Linked DNA regions of Mus musculus: region 2 is linked to region 1. A link is a contact called in public HiChIP or PLAC-seq data. All regions are on one chromosome and are shown on one strand. The core of a region is the stretch at or near the end of the contact, and the rest is flanking DNA. Distances in the headings are between cores, read along the strand shown.

Evidence for each region. HiChIP or PLAC-seq counts read pairs in DNA pulled down with a chosen protein or histone mark.
Region 2: an H3K4me3 HiChIP or PLAC-seq map of embryonic midbrain shows a contact between it and region 1, with 9 times the contacts expected there. The contact joins the enhancer-like site here to the promoter of Mrpl33 in region 1. A contact is called at or near these places in 1 of 39 promoter capture datasets (macrophages), 1 of 15 datasets of contacts at CTCF or cohesin (the NIH/3T3 cell line), 29 of 484 Hi-C or Micro-C datasets (the AtT-20 cell line, B cells, CD8 T cells and 21 more), 23 of 115 datasets of contacts at active chromatin or transcription factors (CD4 T cells, the HPC-7 cell line, astrocytes and 18 more) and 5 of 9 other capture datasets (adipose tissue, embryonic stem cells, embryonic tail and 2 more).

What each region holds. Positions count from the first base shown.
Region 1 is chr5:31,612,066-31,615,886 of GRCm38.p6, reverse strand. It overlaps Mrpl33 (mitochondrial ribosomal protein L33), which reads right to left and starts at 1,936. Exons shown (of 4, transcript NM_025796.3): 1 at 1,865-1,936; 2 at 1,266-1,284. The coding sequence starts at 1,886. The region is part of intron 2 of Gm38424 (a long non-coding RNA gene); the gene reads right to left.
Region 2 is chr5:32,150,915-32,154,780 of GRCm38.p6, reverse strand. Fosl2 (fos-like antigen 2) reads right to left here. Exons shown (of 4, transcript NM_008037.4): 4 at 1-2,110. The coding sequence ends at 1,592. Among named protein-coding and RNA genes, the nearest start is that of Fosl2, 16 kb to the right of the region's middle. Within about 2 kb of position 1,285, at least 7 of the 459 cell types and tissues checked have an H3K27ac peak or open chromatin away from gene starts, as enhancers often do.

The sequences.
Region 1 (3,821 bases), core at 687-3,186:
TTTCTCGTATGTGTGTGTCATCTTTGCCTCCCCACATAAGCCATTCGTCATGCCATTACACATCTGAAGCACTTGAAACCACAATCGGGCATGGAGGCTCACATCTATAATTTCAGCACTCTGAAGGCTGAGACAGGAGGATCAACCTGGACCACAGACTGAGATCCTGTCTCAAAACAAAATAAAGCCAAGAAGGCCACATTACTCCTCAAACAATGCCCCTGAAGACTACAGTATTTGTTGATGGAACAAGAAAGACAATGATGCTAGGTATGGTGGTACAGGCCAATAACCCTAACCACTTAGGAGGCTGGAGCAGGAAGTTCACAAGTTCAAGGCCAACCTGGGCAACTCATTGAGTCTGAAAACTTAGAAAAACAAATATGAGGCTGAACAGAATTCAGGAAGAGAGCTTGTGCCCAGCATGGGCCTAGGTTCAATGCCCAGTACTGGAGGGGAGAGAGGGTTATATAATTAACATAATTATCCATTCAGTCACACGGATTCAACAAGTCTCTATGGGGTACTTACTCTGTGAGGAGCCCTACAAGACACTAAGTCTGTGCCTCCTAGGGCTGAAATTATGGAACAGATGGACTGGCCCATAGGCAAGGCACAGGTCTAGCCTCTCAGTTCCAGCTGCCTAACGCTTAGCTCTGCAATCTTTCTAGTGCTTGGACTGACTTCTATAAACAGGCTCTAGGTTTCCATCAAATCAGAGCTCATCTGTAGATTCCTGCAGAAGACTCAGGCAAATGGCTCTGGTTAGGTAGAGCCAAACAGATCACCAGCCTGATGCTTGCTTTAGGAGCAAAGCAATGAACTAATAGATTCTGAGGTGAGACCAGAAGCAAAGTTCCTTTACACAAAGGCTGTGAATACTCCCTGGGACAGAAGGGAGACAGCACAGTCCTCAACTTACATCCTCAGTTTACCCAGTGCAAATGCACTGCTTTGCAAGAGGCCACATTTCCCACTGTGCTCTCTTCCCCAGTTAGTAACGGGTACCTCGGCTTCCTACCAGCCACAAAGGGAAGAGGAAGCAGGGTTGCTAAGCGACATGATCTGTGGTTTTGGTATATCAGATGCATTCTCAGCTTATGTATCTGCAACCCAGGATCGAACTGTCAATGGTAGCACCATCAAAGGACTTTTCCCCCAAGGTGCTCACATCAACAAAATAATTAACCAAATAAATAACCCCAGATCAACTCTTGGGAGATCAAACCCAAACACTGGGCCAATAAAACAAAAACCTTACTTACTTTGACTTGCTCTTGGCAACTTGTGTGTGTAAAGGTTGGAAGAAAGAAAAAAGATAAGGTTGTTATTTTTTTCATTCGAAGTGCTTATCAACATTAGTTGTAACCAAAAACACTTTAAAAGTATTCCCCACTTTACACTAAAATAACTTTTTCCTGGTGTGAGTCTGGCCCACACAATTATGAATGTTTTGTTGTTGTTGTTGTCTTGGTATAATCAACAGTTGTCTGCCATCTTAACATCGTTCTAAGTAATATCTGCTCTATCCCCACCCTTCTATAGTGTAAATATTTGTACTGCAACACAGCTCTTGTTTGAACTTTACAGACTGCAGCAAAGTCGCCTGAGATGCTAACTCTAATCAGGATGTCAGCCAGGAGCCAGGCAGCGGGGTAATACCACAGCGGCCAGTAGACATTCTTCGGACACCCCTGCAGAGGGCGACGGGGCTCCCGCCGCCTTCTCACCAGACCCGGAGGCGCGCCGCGGGGTGGCAGCCGCCGCGCCAGGTCCTCCACCCCTCCGGGCTCCACCTCGGGACCTGCGGGTCACCGCCTCGGCTCCACGCCGCAGGCCCTGCCGCCGCCTCAGACCGACTTACAAGAGACAGCGGAGAGCAGCATGGTCCACCGATTCTCACCGAGACCCGCCTAAAGAGCTCAACGACTACTTCCGGGGCATGCGCGGGTTCCGGTAGAAGGCTCAGGAAGTGGACAGAAGCCACGCCCTCCCCTGAAGTTCGGGCAGTCTCTGACTCAGTGATTTATTGGTAGTGAATTTTGTGGTATTATGGGAAGGACCCCCCCTCCATACAAAAGATAATACTGCCAAATATCACAATACCCAGATCTGCCTGGCTCCAAAACATGTAGCCTTTCCCAAGAGACACTGATCTATCTTTTTTTTTTTTTAATTTTATTATATATTTTCTTTATATACATTTCAAATGCTAGCCCGAAAGTTCCCTATATGCTCCCCTACCCACCCTGTACTGGGGCATATAAAGTTTGCAATACCAAGGGGCCTCTCTTCCCAGTGATGGCCGACTAGGCCATCTTCTGATACATATGCAGCTAGAGATACGAGCTCTGGGGGTACTGGTTAGTTCATAGTGTTGTTCCACCTATAGGGTTGCAGACCCCTTCAGCTCCTTGGGTGCTTTCTCTAGCTTCTCCATTGGGGGCCCTATGTTCCATCTTATAGATGACTATGAGCATCCACTTCTGTATTTGCCAGGCACTGGCATAGCCTCATACGAGACAGCTATACCAGGGTCCCTTCAGCAAAATCTTTCTGGCATATGCAATAGTGTCTGGGTTTGATGGCTGATTATGGGATGGATCCCCGGGTGGGGTAGTCTCTGGATATTGTACTCTGATCTACCATTTGCCCAGCAATATTTTTATGCCTGTGCAAGAAGTCCTAACTCCACCACCAGGGACCTCACTGGTAACTTCATCTCCCAATTAATAATCAGGATTTTATTATTTTTGCTGTTGTTTTGCTTAATTTGTGTGTTTATAATGACTCTCCCTATATTATAATTTATTTTTACGCCTGAGTGTTTTGCTTGCTTGTATATTTGTGTACCACTTGTGTGCCTGGTACCTGAGAAGTTTAGCATCATGCTTCAAATCTGGAACCAGAGTGTTATGATAGTTGTGAGCCACCATGTGGGTACTGGAAAGCAAACCCTACTCCCATACAAGAGCAACAAATATTCATAGTGGCTAAGCAATCCTCTCTGGCCTGTTGTTGTTGTTGTTGTTGTTGTTGTTGTTGTTGTTGTTGTTGTCTTAAGTGATCTTCTCAGCAATGCTGTATTTCCATTTCCATGTGAGGAATCCAAGGATAAGAATAACTAACTTGGCCAAGGCTGTTCCAGTTATTAGTGGAAAGTCTAGGTCTTGAATCCAAATCTTCAAAATCTGGAGGTCATATTTTAAATTTTCAAATATGGCAGGCATGTACTTAGTGCTAGTCTAGCTAAATCAGAGAGTTCCAGGTTCAGTAAAGATCCTATCTCCAAAAAAATTAAATAGGGTAGAGAGAAAGCAACATTGGCCTGTCCTCCACACATGCACATATGTTCATGTGTGCCAGTTCACATGTACACACATATAACACAGGAACACAAAAAAGATACCATGTCTCTTGAATGCTTGAATGGAGTGTGAAGGAGGCAATTACTTTCTCCTCCCATTAGGTACATCTGCCTGTTATTTACACCTAACACAGTGCTGGCAGCTGGTGACTTGATTAAGATGTTACTGATACAGATGTAATTCCAGATTTAGTTTTTCTTTCCACCTGAACTTAGCCCTCTATGCCTTATAAAGTGCAGAGCAGCAAAGGCAGCCAGAAAGGAAAGGTGCAGTTAGTTAGGTAAGGAGAACAAGTACAGCCTTTGTGGAAGCTGGAGTTGGGGAGGGAAGAGAGGACACCACTGTTTAACCCGGATCTCCACCCAGAGAGTGGATGGCGGGAGTGAGAACCCACACCTCATCCTAGGTGCACCTGCCTCGTGTTGGCAGACACGCACTTAGTGATGGGATTTG
Region 2 (3,866 bases), core at 36-2,535, 540 kb before region 1:
GGTCTGTGAAGGTACCCCTTCTCTCTCAAAAATGGGGATAAGCTTGACTCGAATAACAGGGCTTTAGATGGCTGGACAGTGATCTCCAATGGAAATACTAGGTCAGAGCATTAGCACTAGAAACAAGTTCTAACCAGGCTCCACTTCCATACTTGTGTCAACATGCAGTGGGGACAAAGGGAGAGAAAGGCAGGGGACAGAGCTGTGCCCTTGCTGGAGGCTGGGACACCCATGAGAGTGATGGTTCTTCTGTAGTGGAAAGGAATACACACTAGCTTTGATAGGAACCGAATAGACACTCAAAGCCTAACAAAACTGGTGGAGACCAACGACTCCCAGAGGGGTGGGCCTGCTGGGTTAGGAGGCCACTCTGGAGTTGGCCAGGAGAATATGAAAGGAAACCCACTGGATTCATCAGTAGCAGAGACCACTGAGAGCAGAGGGCGGCTCCTGCATCTCACTGACAGGAGAGCAGCCAGGGGAGGCTAGGTACCTGGGGCTGCTGCGGCTGCCAGAAACCATCTCTACCGCAGACCCCGCATCCCACACTCATTAAATATCCACAGGTGATGTCACTATGAGAGTTGGGGATGAGCAGCGCCCAGCTGAGCCTTGGAGTGATGTGTGGCTTCTAGGAAGGAGTGCTTCCCAAGTCTAGAGAGAAGGGTCCGGGGCAGAGGCAGTAATTAAAGAGACGCCCAGCTCAAGACAGGTAAGAAAGGAAGCTCACTAGGACAGCCATGTGGCTTTGTTGGCACAAATCCTGGCTTGGTAATTAGACGTTTGGCAAACCCAACCTGTGCCCCTGTTGTCGCACTCACACCCTGTCTTCCAGCCAAGCCGATCCTCAAAGAGATGTGCATCTCTGAGACCGGGGAGGAAAGGTCCTTGGCGCATCCCAGTGACGGCAGCTCACCGGCAGAACTCAGGGAGCCCACGGTCTGTAACCACAGCGCACTGGGTGTGTAGGGAGGGAAGTTTCAATAATATTGCACTTTGACTGCCCCTTCGGGACACAGTGGGTGCCCCTTCCGCCCCAGTGGAAGAGTCATCTGCTTCCCCAGCTCCAGAAATAAAAGCGCTTTACTATCTGGACCACCCAGATGAAATGTCATGGCAAATCTTATAAAAACCCAGAGGGAGCAAAACTGAATCTAGGGGAAGGAGGGGAAACCAAAAGGCACTGAGCATGCTTGGCGGGGCAGGAAAGGATACTGTCCACTTCAGAGACAACGGATAACAAAGGGACAGAAACCATCCGGGCCAGCTCCAGGGGGCGGGGCTTCAGAAGAGGGGGGGGTGGGGTGAGGTGGGGGTAGCCGCAGGCGCGTCTGAGTCCACAAACCAAGTTCTCTGAGGCTTCTCAAGAAAAAGGATTCGCTTCGCTTGCAAGATGAATGAGGGAGGGCGTGTCCCAGGGCTTCTAAGAGATCAACCAGTGTCTCACCACTAAGTCCCACCGGGTGGGTCCCCAGAGCCAGGGGCCCCTTATTCCCTCAAGGCCCTGGAGTGCTTAAAGGTGCTGGTCCCTGGGAAGGGTGTGGTAATGATGGATGAGGATTCCTCCAGAGCTGGCCAGAGGAGCACAGGGTTACAGGGCTAGAAGTGTGGGGGAGTTCAAGGAGTCTGATGACTGGTCCCCACTGCTACTGCTTCTGCGGTGAGCCTTGGAGCAGGACTCTGAGGGCGACGAAGGCGACTCCTGCTCCAGGACATTGGGGTAGGTGAAGACAAGGTTTGAAGTGCCGGGAGTGATGGCAGGCGTGGAGGTCACCACGATGGGGGTGTGCAGAGGCTCTTCCCCGTAGAAACCACCCCCGGCGATGCTGATGGGCTTGATGACAGAGCGCTGGGTCTTGTCCATCCCTGCTGAGGAAGAGGGGCTGTCCTCTTCGGGAGGCTCCTGCTTCACCACCACGGGGCCAACGGCACTGCCCGTACCGCGCAAGGACTGCAGCCCGGAGGTGGGGGGCGATCGGCGTTCCTCGGGGCTGATTTTGCACACGGGGCCGTGAGCCACCAACATGAACTCTAGCTTCTCCTTCTCCTTCTGCAGCTCAGCAATCTCTTTCTGCAGCCCAGACTTCTCCTCTTCCAGCTCCTCGGTCTCCTGCAAGGGGAAAGAAGGGTATGAGGGACAGAAGCCTACAGGCTGACCTGTGGGACAAGCCCAGTCCAGGCATGAAAGGGAGATCTGAGGTGTCCTCGGGAGACCTACCACAAGCGTCTCACACACCTGGCCAGAGAGTTAACTGGGTGTGAGTCACATGGTGGCTCATATCGCTTTACTTCTGAAGGAGCAAAGACGGCTTGTCCAGCAGGTGAATTAACATCTGGAGCTGCTGTAACTGAGCGCTTACTTCATGCCTGTCACTAGGTCACATATTTCACAGATAATCTCATTTAACCCTCTAGAAGTTTCTGAAAGCAGATGTTATCATCCACCCGTTTTGAAGAGGAGAAAACCAAAGTTCAGAGAAGTTTGGTCATTTGCTCAAAGTTACAGAGCTGGCAGAGTTACCCAGGTTTGAATCCCAGGGCACGTGACTCCAGCTTTTGCATGTTACTGCATTCAACCCTTGTGGTGCCACAGGTTAGACTGGGATACTCATAGCGAAAGGAAGACTCTACTCAATTCTTCTTTACCATCTCAGCCCACCAGCGCACACAGCCTGAGCTGCACAAGAGCAGACCCCCATGACAGCCCTCTACCCCCCCCCGCCACCCCCCCGGGGGGGGATGGGACTGAAACAGACAGCACCTGACTTGTAATAAATGCCCAGGCAATTCCTGCTGGATCTTCCCTCTCTTTAGTTTCTGACGTTCCCTAAACCAGAGACTCCAAGCAGCACATTTAGCTCCACAATGTACCCAATAGAGAGATGACAGACTGTGAGAGCCTGTGGGGATGCTAAGGTCACCATGGGGGCCTCCGCTCCCCTCCTTAATACAAAGACAGAGCAGCTGTCAGTGCCTGTGGATCAGAATGGTGGGGGTAGGGTGGGGGGGGAGGTATGGGTCACCAGGCTCCTCCCCACTTTTTCTCTAATGAAGATTCCCATTCACAAATGCAGAGATACAGGCAAGAGCTTCATTAAGCACACTACGGTGTATTCCCGAGTGAAGAAAAAAAAAAAGTTTCCCTCTGTCTCAAGGGTCTGATGAATGTCAGAGGTTCCTGTGGAGGCTGTGCCTCAGAGCCTGGGTAGCTGGGTCAGGATGCGGGGGAGCTGGAGAGGTAGGGTGTGAGACTTCTGGGAAGAGGGGAGGACAGTCGGGAGGATTCAGAAGAGATGTTCTGGGCTGGTGGTGAGAGATGCCCTCAGGGAGTCACAAAAGGTCCAGCTCCCCAAAGTAAAGTATGAGAGAATGCTTAGGCGTGGAGGGCCCTGCTGAGGGAGCCTCCCACGGTGGACTGATCACTCCCTGATCTGCCTCATCTGGGAGGAAGAACTTCCAACCCCAGCCCCCAGCCCTACTCTGACAGCCCCAAAGGCCATGACTACAAGGATCATAGGACTCACCAAGTACATATTTTACTGAATGTGCCCAAAAGTTGGTACCGGGGCCTGAAGGAAACAGTTTAAGGCAGATAAACTGTACATGGATTAAATACACTCTAAATCTCTCTACTAGCCAGAGGACAATCTCCCAGCTCAGCTCCTCTCGCTTTGAAAGCATTCTATCCCAGGACTGAGCACCGGCTTGGGTCTTCCTCTGCCAGATGCTCAGCCCTTCCTTTAGCCAGACACAGAAGGGAGTTACGTGACACTGGTCAGGTAAATCTTAGAAAGAGCATGGGTCCCCAGGTCTGGGCAATTAGGGAGCATGAGAAAGTGACTCACAAGGACAAATGAAGCTCTCTG